3 separate regions of the Mus musculus genome follow, and all the other regions are linked to region 1. A link is a contact called in public HiChIP or PLAC-seq and promoter capture Hi-C data. All regions are on one chromosome and are shown on one strand. Each heading gives the region's core, a stretch centred on a gene start, on an enhancer-like site or on the middle of the called end of the contact. The rest is flanking DNA. Distances are from core to core; before and after follow the strand shown. Region 1 holds the start of Tbx3os1 (T-box 3, opposite strand 1). Region 2 overlaps Gm30895 (a long non-coding RNA gene). Region 3 has its middle 16 kb from the start of Gm31129.

Region 1 (4,360 bases), core at 1,184-3,683:
GCCTTTGGTACCACCTCCTGTTTCCGTTTCTCTCCCTCTTTCTCCCTTCTCCACCGTGAGCACGCGAAAAGTCAGAGAAGGGGAAAGAAAGGGGCGAGATGGCAGGTCACACCAAGTTCAAAGAATGACTCTATTCCCATTGGCCGCACCAGGGAAAGCTCAGGGCTGGCGCCAAACGCTCTTAACCTTGTACATCAAAACACGTAAGACTGGAAAAGCTCGTGGCCTCAAATGTTCTGCCCTACCTGGGAGAAGGAACTGCCTATTCACCCAATAGCTGCTAGTTTGAACCTGCAGTTGGGAAAGGGGTCCTGGGCGAGGAGTTGGGGGAGGCCCCCAGGGGGAAAATCTAGGCGCAAATGGTCCACACGGAAACATTGAAAGCTTAATCTCTAGGCCCGGAAACCCAGCCTCCTTTCTGTTCCCTTTCCAAGCAAAGGTCTTGTCCCAGGAAAACTAAAAATTCTGCTAAGTTGCCCTCCATTTAAACTGGAATGTCCCAGTTCGCCTTTACCCACAAACAAGGACTGCAGGTTTGCGAGGGGAGTCCTACAGGGTCACCCAACCAAAGTCTGATCGATCAGTTGGCCTTCCTCCCCACCCTAGGATGAGCGGAGACCTTAGTCTCCCGACATCTGGGGTAAATGGGGGTGGGAGACGTTTCACGGTTTGTTTTACAAATTCGCCCCCGACGTCTGCCACGATAAGTCCCCAGGATAGAGCAGGAGCGGAGGCACCCAGAGATAAGTGTGATGCCTGAGGAAGATACGAGGCTGGTGCACCTCCCCCCGAGCAGCTCTCCAAGCCCAGAGCGGCAGCTCCCTACCGAGCTGGCCCGGAGGTGAGGGCAAAGGCTCTCAGGAGACAGGCCCGCAGTTCCAGGCGCTCACTTGTTTCAGCTGCTTCGTTCTCTCTACACCCACACCCCCATCCGGGTGGAACACTGGTGTCGTCATCCGAATGGAAGAGGAGCTGGGCTCAAAAGGGTCAGTAAATACATTTTTTAAAAAAAAAAGGAGCGAGCCGAGCGTAGACTGGGCCAGGCGCGCAGGCCTTGAATGCATTTGCGTGGTTTATTTTTCCGCGTGGGGGCTCGGTCTCAGTATGTCGGCGCGCGTTCGGGCCCAGAATCCCAAGGGGCATTTGGGTCTCTGCACGTGGCTGCGGGTGGGGAGCAGGCAGCGGGCAGAAAGATTGGTGGGATCCCCTGCGCTAGTGGCTCGGGAATCCGAAGCACCCGGGCGCAGGAGCTAGAGGATCTGACTCAGAGGTGGCTGGGCGGTTCCATGTGGGGCTCCCTTCAGAGCTACGCGAGCCTGGAGCTTTTGTTAAGGCTTATTGGCCGAAAGAGAGGTTCGGCGGCCAGCTCGGCTAGCCCGGGGCCCGGGAAAGGGAAGAAGCTGCAGATCCGCACAAGAGAAGCGGCCGCGGGCTTGAACTGTAGCGCTCGGAGCGCGCGAGAGGCGAGCGCCCCTGCCCGGCGCCTCGGAAGCCGGGCAAGCTGCCTGGCTCCCGCCCTCGCTCCCTCCCCCTTCCTCCCTGGCCCAGCCTCCTCCCCGGATCCCCCGGCTTGGATGGCTGAGGCCTTTCAGACGTAGGCTGAGCTGAGGAGCCGCGGCGAGCTCTCAGGCTGCTGCGAACTCTCTTCTGGATCAGCCACCTAGAGGCGACTTTGGTGAGCGCGCGGCGCCCTGGTGGCTCCCCGCCCTCCCCTCTGATCATGTTGACATAAACGCAGGACAGGCCGTAGTACCGCGCGGCGCAGCGACGTTCCAGTTTCCGACACCTTCTTTTTATAACTCGGCTCTATTCCCCCAGCACTCGACCTGTGAAAACCACGCCTATGCAGCCACACAATTGGTCCGAAAGCGTCAAAGAGCCAATCAACAAGCCTCGGGCTCCCGCAGCCCACAGCGCTGCCGGACCGTCCAGAGCCGCCGAGCAGACGCCCGGGGAATTCTAGAGGCGGAGGAGGGTGGCGAGGTGCTCGCTCGCTCTCTTTCTCTCTTTCTCTCCCTCCCTCTACTTGCCTACTCCAGCTCCCAATCACTCCGTTCTCTTCCTTCTTTCCTATTTTTTTTTTTTTGCACCCGTCTTCTTGATCCTCCCTCGCCCTGCGTGCCCGGACGCTGATTTTTTTTTAATTTATTATTTTTAGGAAAGCGATTTCGCTCACGTTTTTTTAGCACAAGGAAGACAGCCGGCTCCCCGAGGCAGAAGATCGCAGGCACCATTCGCTCGCCACCCAGACTCTGCGCGCAGCCCGGAGCCAGAGAGGAGGATCGCGAACCGAAGCCAGCTTCGCAGTTCTAGTTTTGAAAGCGCCGCTGGAAAGGGGCTTAAATCGCTTTTTTTTTTTTTTTTTTTTTAAAGGAGAGACTTTTCCTCCCCCCCTTGATCTCGCTGCCTGTGAAAGCCAGAGTCTAGCTCAACTAAGACGCCTCCTGCGAGAAAGCCAGAGAAGAGCTAGGGGGCGGGGGAAGGAGTCGAAAAAAAGGTTAAAAAAAAAAGTCTCCGAGAACCTTGCGCTTTGGCAACAAAGAGCGTGGGAGCCGGGGAGCCACCCCGGGAAAGGGCTGCAGTGTCTATTTCCAGCTAAGCCACAGGGCTTGGGCGCCAGTCGAGCCCCTGCTTGCTGCTTGCCCTACTGAAACCGACTTCCAGGAGCGGCTTTTCCAACACACTCCACGCACCAGGACAGCCCCTGCAGCGGCTATGTCTCCAGATCTGCTGCCGCTTTGTCCTCTTTAAAAGCGGCGTTCTCTTCCCCCCAAAGACACTTTCCCCCTCCCTTTCAAACGCTTTATTTGTAATTTGCCCTCTTTTTTATTTTAAACAAAACTATGCGTCGCTGTTGAATTTTTTAATTATTATTTTTGAAAAGCAACAACAAAAGCGGAGCCAAGCCAGCAGCTGCGGACTGGTTCCCTGTCTGGAGTGGATGAGCCTCTCCATGAGAGATCCGGTTATCCCTGGGACAAGCATGGCCTATCATCCCTTCCTACCTCACCGGGCGCCGGACTTCGCCATGAGCGCGGTACTGGGCCACCAGCCGCCTTTCTTCCCCGCGCTAACGCTGCCTCCCAACGGCGCCGCGGCGCTCTCGCTCCCCGGAGCTCTGGCCAAGCCCATCATGGATCAGTTAGTGGGGGCTGCTGAGACCGGCATCCCTTTCTCATCCCTGGGACCCCAGGCACATCTGAGGCCTCTGAAGACCATGGAACCCGAAGAAGACGTAGAAGATGACCCTAAGGTGCACCTGGAGGCCAAGGAACTTTGGGACCAGTTTCACAAGCGGGGTACAGAGATGGTCATCACGAAGTCAGGAAGGTAAGTAAGTAATCAGTGGGGGACCCCTCCCCCCAAACCATCTGAAAAATTTCACATCTCTTTTGTCTGACTCTTAAAACAGTAGATTCTGGCTGACTGTTGACGTTTGAAACGAAAACTTCCTGTCCCCCCAAATATGCGGAGACTCCAGGGCCCTGCCTTAAGGGTCAGGAAGTTTCAGCCTACCCGGGCCCTCAGTATGGTTCCTAGGGACTCGTATCCGGGGTTCCTTACAAAATACAGGGTGTTTTCCATTGAAGGAGACCGCGCACTCGGCTTCTGCAGCATTCGAGAAAATCACCTTGTTGCAGGAAGCCCGTTTGTGAAGCCATTCTGAAATATTCTTTACGTTTAGTTCTTTCTGTTGGATTTTATTTCCCAGGACAGACCTTAAAGCCCCTCTTAGACAGCAGTGGGAGACCCGGGAGGATTCCGCAGGCCCTTTCTACTCTTCAGCCTTGTCCCTGGGGCTGAAGGGGACCTAAGCCTGATGGTGTGAGACAGAGAAATCAGTGGAAGAGGGGAGGACCTTCGGGTTTCTTTCCCGTTGCCATCTCCGGAGTCTGCAAGCCCAGGGAAACCGTAGCAGGCAATTTTTACAATTAAGGTTATGTGTGTAGACCCAAGGAACCCATGAGACTATGCACCTTGTATTTGAATATTGTTACCACTTTACGTAATGTTTAGTGCCCTTGCCTGACCGAAATAAGTCTATTAAGGACCCCAATGACTAGTGTTTAAAACCACCGATTTAAGAAAAACAAAAACAAAAACAAAACCAGAGGTAGGTAGCATTGAGGTTTATCAAGATACCAGTTGGAAGGGCACGAAAATAAAACCCCACTTTCGGTCTCCTTCCAAGCTACTTGAGGCCAAAGTTTGGCACGGGATCGTTTTCCAAGCCACAAGACATTTAGTCGGGTTTTCATAACCGGGCACTTCCTTTTAAGTCAAAAGTACAGAAAGCCAGCACTTCTGTGAAATTAAACAGCAGTGGCCTACAGAGTAGAGGAATGTGGTTTATAGCTTA
Region 2 (4,360 bases), core at 734-3,233, 600 kb before region 1:
GAAGAAGAGGAGGAAAAAGAAGAAGAAAAGGAGGAGGAGGAAAAGAAAGGAGAGGAGGAAGAAGAGGAAAAAGAAGAGAAGGAAGAGGAGGAGAAACAGAAAGAAAAGAAGGTAGGAGAGGGGAAAGGAGGAGGAAGAAGAGGAAGAAGAGGAAGGGAAAGAAGAAGAAACAGACGAATAGTGTCTGAGGTGAGAGTGATGTCGATGTGGCTGAAACCCTTCACCTGTTAGTAGGCACCTGGGTGGAGTTCTTGCCGTGAGCGCAGATAACATCAGTTGGCTCTCGCTGTGCAACAGTTGCCTCTGCTGACTGCCTGCCGCCCTTTATCTCTGGACAGGAATTCATTTATGGCGCTGTGAAATGCCGGCCTTATCGAGGGATGTGATGGGTTAATAATGCCCGCATGCTTCACCCTTCTTACCTTTGGTCCTGATGCTGATGTTTACAGTGCAGGTTTGAACTTGAGGGAGGGGGCAGGGGCGGAAGAAGATAATTAAAAGGCTCCTACTTGCCTGCTCACCTGTTTGGAGCAGGTAAGACCTACCCAGGTGTGGGCAGGGGCCCTTTACCCATAGCCCTATCTCCCCAGGGAGATAAATTCACAGTTAATAAAGAGTCCAGAAGAGGCTATGAGCCAGCACTGCTGGCCCAGCCCAGTGGATCAAAGAAAACTGACTGACTCTCTCAGCAGGATAGAGCAGGGGTCAGAAGAGTTCCTGTCTAGTGGGGAGAGAAGTCCCTGAGTCCTCATTTATCTGTAGTAATGGGGCCTTAAGCAAATCTTTTCCTCCCCGTAAACCTCAACCTGCTGAGGCCTAGACTTCCATCTCCTTTGTCCTGGGGCTCCTAAGAGGATATTTGATAAAGAAAAGCAATCGGTTCATGCCTGGTGCAGAGCAGGCACTTAAGAAGTGCAAATGTTCACCCCTCCAATTCGTTTTATTAGAAAAGTAAAACAAAGCAAAAATATCTATCTATCTATCTATCTATCTATCTATCTATCTATCTATCTATCTATCTATCCATCCATCCATCCATTCATTCATTCATTCATTCATTCATTCAGTGTGTATGCATGCCCATGTGCAGAGTTCTTGTGTGTGTGTGTGTGTGTGTGTGTGTGTGTGTGTGTGTGTACCAGTATCCTGGCCTATGTGTGGAGGTCAGAGGATAACTTTAGGGAATCATTTCTCTCCTTCCATCATGTAGTACCTGGGCTCGAACTCAGTGTGTCAGGCTTGGTGGCAGTTGCCTTTACTGACTGAGCCATCTCTACGACCCTCCCCCTTTGTTTTCTGAAGGCAGCTTCGGAAGCAAAGTGGTGTGGGGTGCTGACCCATACAACACATGGGTTCTAAGAAACAGGCTTGTATATGCTGGGCTTTGGACTCAGCACAGAGGACTGGGAGAGAAGTCCATGTGAGAGGCAGAAGCTGCCTTTGCTGGCCAGGGTCTGAAGAGGAGAGAGAGACTATGTTGGGGCGCACCCCATGCTGAGCTGACTGTGTTAGGGTGCACCCCACGCTGAGCACTTGCTACACACAGAACTCTTTTTGCGTTTCCAGGATTTGTTTCCGCACATGGTTTCGGAGACTTCTGCTGGTAGTCGCCTCACTCCAAAGGCTTGGGCAGGATACCACGGTGATAGGTTCCTGGGCGAAGACTTCGTGTTCACTTTATGGCCAGCCAGGAAGTAGAATGGGTGACAGCTACCAGAGACTTTTCCTGACTGGCCCACTTCCTCCTGCCAGGTCCTCAAAGAGTGTCACAGGCTGATGACCTAAAGCTCAAAACAATTCAAAACAGTGTGACACTTCGGATGTCAGAAAAGGTATGGTGGAGCCCACCTCCCGTGTGTTCAGACACCCCACCACCACCACCATCTGAAGGCTGTTGTTGAATTTAACTGATCCTGTGGGTTCCTCCTTCTATAATCCAAAGTGTGTGATCTATTGATCCACTCAGCTGACATCAGCTGGACTGTCTCGGGCCCCACCCACAGCTACAGAAGCAGCTCCGCCTTGACAAGGGCAAGGTGTAGATCATTTCCTTACTTTGTCAGCTGATAAAAGCCATCCGTCTCCCTTAAGCTGCTAGAAACTGCCATGTTTTCCAATGCTATTTCACATGTACAATCTCTCCTTTCTCATCCTGTCACTGACCATGATCTGCCTGGCTTCCTCTAATAAGGACGGCGGAAGAACTCTGCCTATCCAGGAGACAAAATCATGTCCCCTATAGAGTCCCTCTCTCTGTGTAGGTTAACACATCTGTAGGCCCGGGGCCTCCAGGGGTGAAGAGGTAGCCATTTGAGGGGGCCGTTATTCCGCCTATCAAATGTCTTTATTGTTTATACCTTCCTAGATATGGAGATTGGACGTTCTTGGAATTGGGATCTTCCGTCTATATCACAACTACTCAGCTCTCCTGCTCAGCCTTCTCTATGCCTCTCCATACTTCCCAGAGATTTCTTTTTCTCTCCTAGGCCACCATTCTCCGTGCTTTAAATTCCTAGCACCTTAGGCTGGTAAAACATTCAATTTTTAAAATTATCATTTTTTCTATTATGACAGAGATACCCAACCCTTAGGTTATTAGTACAAATCACTCCGTTTTGAATATGACAGCCCGTGCTGTAGATGTGTTTGTTATATCTGTTTTCTTCTTTTTGTTTGGTTTGTGTGACTCTCATACCATCCACAGAGACATTTGTATACACTCAACTGGATCACCAAACCAGTCCAAGGTCATGGAATGTTCAAGAAGAAACGAGAAATCAAGCCATTCTATCTATCACAGGAGGAAATGGTTCCTTTCATCCCAAGCTCACAAAGTGGACCCTAGGGAGAAACAGGAAGTTGCAGCCAAGCTCAGAGCTTCCCCTGCTGGGAAGGGACCAAGCTCGCTCACCACAGCCTGTTCAGGTAGAGATCATTCCCTCCCGGAATCCAGTGAGGGTGAGTGACAGTCCTGGTTTCAAGAAAGGGCCCACAACCAAGTAAGGCGCTGAGACACAGCCCTTGGTGGCTAACATTTCTGAGGTTCTAGACCTTTCTTTATTATTAAGGTGGCGCTGTTGGGTGGAGTTTGCATGGTGCCAGGTGGGATGCTGTTATCACTCCCAGAACATGTCTTCTCACCTCTCTGTGAGCTCCCTGGCTCTTGAGGGCTGTGTCAAGGCGGGTGTGGTGTCTGTATGCACGGGCCCCTTCCTCCTCTCAATAGTACTATCACGCCCTGATTAGTATTAATTATTGATTTATATAGCACCTTTTACAAGCCTCCAAGTATTGGGTACAATCGGTCCCTGTGTGGGCACACGCGTCACTTCACCCTCATTGCCCCACCTGGGAGGAGCACGGGAACAGTGGCGCCAGTCACCTCCGTGGCGCCACTGATGTGACACGGAGACAATTTGATGCGGAAAGTGGGGCAGCTTGTTATCTCCCCTGGCGGGGGCGGAGGCCACACTAGGTTTATTAATAAGTCAGAGGGTTCAACCACAGAGAAGCATGCTCCAGGAAGCAGGGTGTGCTAGCACCCTCCTTATAGAGATGAAAAGAAACAGAGGGGCTGATGGGATAAGATGGTAGAAGGTCCACACATGTGCGCTTCATACGGATGTGTCGCCCCTGCTAGGGCAAATTGGGAAGTGGCCTCAGGCCACTGGCAGCCATGTTTGAGGGGACTTGTCTATATCTAGTATTTGAAGACAGTCTGAGCTAGGATTTTTGCGGCCCCAGTCAATGATAATCTTTATATTACCTCTCTCTTTGTTGCTCTTTCTCTGCTTGTCTCTGTCTCTCTGTCTCTGTCTCTCTCCATCTGTTTCTGTCTCTCTCTGTCTCTCTGTCTCTGTCTCTCTGTCTCTCTCTGTCTCTCTCTGTCTCTCTGTCTCTCTCTGTCTCTCTCTCTCTGTCTCTCTCTGTCTCTCTGTCTCTCTCTCTCTCTCTTTCTCTCTCTCTCTCTCTGTGTGTGTGTGTGTGTGTGTGTGCGTGTACATGTACAACAGGTAGACATCTGACTCTCTGCATTGTGGGTCCTGGGAACTGAACTCAGGTCCTCAGCCTTGGCAGCACAGTCCTTTACCTCCTGAGCCACCTCACCAGCCCCACAATGTATTTGGAGACAGAATATCTCATTGGCCTGGACAGTACTCATTTGCTAAGCTGGCTGGCTTGTCCCCCAGGTATCCTCCTGTCTGCACTTCCTGGTGCTGAAATTACAGGCATGTACACTCCATCTGGCTTCTCTTGTGTTCTGGAGATTGAACTGGGGTCCTGATGCTTGCTGGGCAGGCACTTGGTTGACAACCATCACTCTAGCCCCAAGAGCCAGCCCTCCATTACTTGTGTTTGT
Region 3 (4,360 bases), core at 858-3,357, 520 kb before region 1:
CACATATATACACACATATACACATACATACACACACATATATATATACACACACACACATATACACATACATACACACATATATATATATACACACACATATACATATATATTAAAGTGTAAGTCTGGAAAACATAACTCTCCTGGAAAGAATATAGCCAGAGTTGATATCCCAAATACACAAGAACACCTATACTTTAGTTATAAACCAACCAATGAACCAGGTTCAAAAATGGGCAACTCACTCTGAGTGGACCTTGCTGTAAAGGTGAAAGGAGACAGCCTCTCCCATCTATGAGGATGGGAGTGATATTTTAAAGGCAGGACAGGAATTGCTTAGCACGCACAGGATGTCAGCCCCGTGTGGTGCTTGTGGGGGGTGTTAAGTTGGGGTGGTCACTGTAGAAGACAGTGTTGATGCCTCAGAAAATTAAGATCTAGCAAAGGAGCCACCCATTCTGCCTCTGAATATCCGTGAAAGGACGCAGAAGGAGAACCCAAGAGTCATCCTTCCGATGGGTTAAATGCACACAAGCAGCTCAAGGCTCACGAATAGACGGATGCACAGAGCACATAAGGAGAAAACAGTGGAAACTCGTGGTCTTCAAATAAAGAGCCACGTTGCTCTCTGGGTCAGCAGAGAGGATTGTGGGCAACATTTTGCTGGTGGAATAATCTGGAAATGCAATATTGCAGGACCCACTGATAGGAGTCTGAAGTAACCAACAGAGGGTAAAATGGTAGGTACCAGAGCCCGGGGGAGGGCAATAAGGAGGAGGCTGTGCCCACAGGACCTGAAAGACAAGTGAGCTCTGGAGACCACAACACTGCCCAGAACGTCAGTCAATTAAGGATTGGCTTAAAAGGGAAGTCTTCGCTAAGTACCTTCATTATTGCTACTTATAGTGCCGCTGCAAAAGGTGACAAAAGTGTGTGGCGGGAGTGGAACTTCCCACAGCAAGATTTGAGCTTTCCAGGGGCTTGTGTGTGGGTGTTGCTGTTCACGCCCTTTAAGCTACGTTAAATACACTCGTGTGTTCAGTTGTCAGCCAGATGCCAGTCAAAGTAACCAATCCAAGTAGCCAACGTTTATTTATTTATTTCCCCTTCTTTTCTGGTATTATTTATAACCTTCTTATTGCCTTGGTGAGATTTATTTTTAAAAAATAGCAGCACAGAGTCTTAAAAACAGCTACTAGTGCTCCAGGCATGGCTCCTGAGCCTCACAAGAACCTGATTTTGTAGGTTTGTCACAATCTTATAAATGAATAAACAGACTCCCACATAAGTTACATACCCTAACCAAGGTCACCAGCTAATGAGGGATGAAGATGGAGACCAAGAAATATGGCTTACACAGCCTGGGGACATAGTCTACCACATGACCACGACGAAAAGAAAAAGATTAAAATTGTAATAGGAACCATTAAACAAAGTGTCTGTCTTCCAGGAGGGTTGTTCCAAAGGAAGTCGCTATTTAGTCACCCATTCAATAATCTGTTTGATACATCTTTCCCCTGTTTGTCTCGCGGCTCAGACTCTGTGCCTGGTACATAAGATCTGCCCATTTGGATCTTCCGTGTGAGACAGGAGGATGGAAACCGTTGGGAAGAAAGAATGAAAACTGTTGCTGTACAATACACTGAGGGCATAGGGGAGCATTCGGATGTCTACTACGTCTTCTCTGTTCTCTCTCTCACGTAGATTTTGTATGAACCCTAAAGCTCCTATGGTTCTTTCTACCAATAATAATGGAGAAAGAAATTTATCCGGGACCCTCATATCAGTCTAGAAAGCCAGTAATGGGGAGACTGAGGAAAGAGAAGACGAGAAGACTAGGTCCTGTCTGTTCTTAATAAGGAGGGGACATACCTTGACATGCCCCCTTTTCCTATGCCTGTACGCAGAATTGCACAAGGACAAAAATCGGCCCACGTGTATACAATGCAGGGATGATGTTGTGCACAGACTTCCAGGAAGGTGAGTATGTTAGACGCCCCCATCATCAAAAGCTTGCTCTGAGAGAAACATGAAACCGACCTCGTAGCCCACAGGAAGCTAGGACATTTAGCTGGTACCGGGAGACCTTTAAATCATGACATGAAGACTCGGGGCGCTCGAAGATTGAAAGAGACAGGCATCAAAGTGGCTCTGCCTGGGTCTCACCTCCTCCTGTGGTCATGGGGGACAGCTGAGCTGTAGATGGCCTCGCTGCCTTCAACACGGGCCTCGTATTAGATGGTGTCAACAGAGATGATCTCAGCCCACACGCGGCCATGTGCCCCTGGTTAGCTCACCTCTACCAACCCCGTAATCTAATCTGGGCTTCAGTAATGCCTCTTCCAGGTTAAATGCATTAAGAACTGGGCGGGGGGACTTGGGCCGTTCCAGGCGGCTATGGCTTTTGCCTTCCTGACAAGCCTGACACCCCCCTCCCCACCGCTCCAAAGCTGGATTCCCAAGAGACGCCAGGGGTCAGAACCTCATTGGGGTAAAAACGGGCAAGACACTAACAGAGGGAGACAGGGGATATTGGAAACACATTCTCCCACACGGTGCGTTTTGGAAATCCGAGAAGAACTGAGGTGGCAAATAAAGCTTCCAGTACTGGGGAGATTTCTCCTCTCCATGTTTGAAAAAGGATTTGATAAAGATATTGGTGGGTAGGGAGAGGGCGCATGCGCAGAAGAGCAGTCGCGCAAGAGAGACCCAGTGTAGCTGTAACTGGGGGAAAGGAGGTTGCTCTTGATGCCTTGAGAACATCTCCATGCACATGGCTGTCCATGGCGTCCATCTGGCCCTTGGCTTCTCTTCTTCCTCTCTTTCTTTCTTTCTTTCTTTCTTTCTTTCTTTCTTTCTTTCTTTCTTTCTTTCCTTCTTCCTTCCTTCCTTCCTTCCTTCCTTCCTTTCTTTCTTTTTTTCCTTTCTGCAAATAAGTTTGCATCAGAAGATCTTGGCTTTCTTTTTCTCTTCACTACAAACCCTGACCCAGTGCAGGGGTGAATATCCACACAGCTTTCTGCTATCCTTCCTCCTGTACCCAGACTGCTTCAGGGCAGTGATTCTCTGCTGTTCCTAATCCCCTCCCAGGCTCCCTCAGTCTCCATCCACCCCTGGAGATCCAGGATTCACAGGTTTTCTCTTCTATGAAGCATCTCCCAACTCCACCCACTTCAAGTGAATAGCCACTACCCCATCAACTGCTGTGATTTTCAAATGGTGCCTGAATGGGTGATTTTTGCAACTCCAGTTCATATAGAGGCAGAGAGGGACACAGTTTTCAGCAATGTAATATGGTGGTGTATCAGATTCTAGTGATGCAGTGTGGTGATGTACCAGATTCCAGTGATGCAGTGTGGTTGGTACACAGAATCCAGTGATGCAGTGTGGTTGGTGCACAGAATCCAGTGATGCAGTGTGGTGATGTACCAGATTCCAGTGATGCAGTGTGGTTGGTACACAGAATCCAGTGATGCAGTGTGGTTGGTGCACAGAATCCAGTGATGCAGTGTGGTGATGTACCAGATTCCAGTGATGCAGTGTGGTTGGTACACAGAATCCAGTGATGCAGTGTGGTTGGTGCACAGAATCCAGTGATGCAGTGTGGTGCACAGAATCCAGTGATGCAGTGTGGTGATGTACCAGATTCCAGTGATGCTGTGTGGTTGATACACAGAATCCAATGATGCAGCGTGGTGCACAGAATCCAGTGATGCAGTGTGGTGCACAGAATCCAATGATGCAGTGAGGTGATGTACCACACTGTGCTCAGGAGATACCAGCTTGCATCCTTGTGCCCTTCCCCAAGGTCACTCAGTTCTTCCATTTCAAGTGCCACACTACACACCTGCCATGGTAGTAGGGTGTGTAGTTTTATGGCTCACACTCTGTTGTGTCTGACTTTCTTTCTTCCTTCCTTTCTTTCTTTCTTTCTTTCTTTCTTTCTTTCTTTCTTTCTTTCTTTCTTTCTTCCTTTCACCCCAGAATAATTCTCATGTGTGTGTGTCAAAAGTTGAAGGTGATTGGTTTCCATCTGTATGTAAGAGTTACCATGTGAATATGTCTCCAGTCTACTATCATGAGGATTTAGCTCCTTTTGGAAGAAGCACTTTTACTGATACTACTGCTATGAGCCATGAACAGTCCAGACTGTATCCTCTGGGAAACCCTGGGCATGTACCAGGGTAAGTTTTAACACACAGCACGTTGGAGCAGAATTGGATTTGCCTGTATGGTTCCCTTGTTCGTCACTGTTCTGTGTGGAGAATGATCTATGCTAGCCACGGTTTGGCTTTTAATGGCAAGAGTAAGAGAACAAGCAGAAAGCAGCGGGTAGATGGAGGCAGCGGGTGGATAGATA

The links. Promoter capture Hi-C pulls out the DNA fragments that hold promoters and counts their contacts. HiChIP or PLAC-seq counts read pairs in DNA pulled down with a chosen protein or histone mark.
Region 2: an H3K4me3 HiChIP or PLAC-seq map of intestinal villus epithelium shows a contact between it and region 1, with 29 times the contacts expected there. The contact joins the enhancer-like site here to the promoter of Tbx3os1 in region 1. A contact is called at or near these places in 19 of 39 promoter capture datasets (the 3T3-L1 cell line, 3T3-L1-derived adipocytes, the C10 cell line and 12 more), 4 of 484 Hi-C or Micro-C datasets (cerebral cortex, embryonic retina and uterus), 19 of 115 datasets of contacts at active chromatin or transcription factors (the NIH/3T3 cell line, astrocytes, a beta-TC-6 cell line and 15 more) and 5 of 9 other capture datasets (adipose tissue, embryonic tail, embryonic trunk and 2 more).
Region 3: a contact with region 1 is called in a promoter capture Hi-C map of cranial neural crest. The contact joins the enhancer-like site here to the promoter of Tbx3os1 in region 1. A contact is called at or near these places in 15 of 39 promoter capture datasets (the 3T3-L1 cell line, 3T3-L1-derived adipocytes, the C10 cell line and 11 more), 7 of 484 Hi-C or Micro-C datasets (cranial neural crest, embryonic fibroblasts, embryonic stem cells and 1 more), 17 of 115 datasets of contacts at active chromatin or transcription factors (the NIH/3T3 cell line, astrocytes, a colorectal cancer cell line and 12 more) and 4 of 9 other capture datasets (adipose tissue, embryonic stem cells, embryonic tail and 1 more).

The regions. Positions count from the first base shown.
Region 1 is chr5:119,669,075-119,673,434 of GRCm38.p6, forward strand. It overlaps Tbx3os1 (T-box 3, opposite strand 1), which reads right to left and starts at 2,434. Exons shown (of 4, transcript NR_166476.1): 1 at 2,177-2,434. It overlaps Tbx3 (T-box 3), which reads left to right and starts at 2,159. Exons shown (of 8, transcript NM_011535.3): 1 at 2,159-3,330. The coding sequence starts at 2,942.
Region 2 is chr5:119,069,573-119,073,932 of GRCm38.p6, forward strand. It overlaps Gm30895 (a long non-coding RNA gene), which reads left to right. Exons shown (of 4, transcript XR_878728.1): 2 at 1,567-1,832; 3 at 2,705-2,925. Among named protein-coding and RNA genes, the nearest start is that of Gm31034, 15 kb to the right of the region's middle. Within about 2 kb of position 1,984, at least 7 of the 459 cell types and tissues checked have an H3K27ac peak or open chromatin away from gene starts, as enhancers often do. A contact at or near this core is called in intestinal villus epithelium, where this site is marked.
Region 3 is chr5:119,147,549-119,151,908 of GRCm38.p6, forward strand. No RefSeq gene overlaps it. Among named protein-coding and RNA genes, the nearest start is that of Gm31129, 16 kb to the left of the region's middle. Within about 2 kb of position 2,108, at least 1 of the 459 cell types and tissues checked has an H3K27ac peak or open chromatin away from gene starts, as enhancers often do.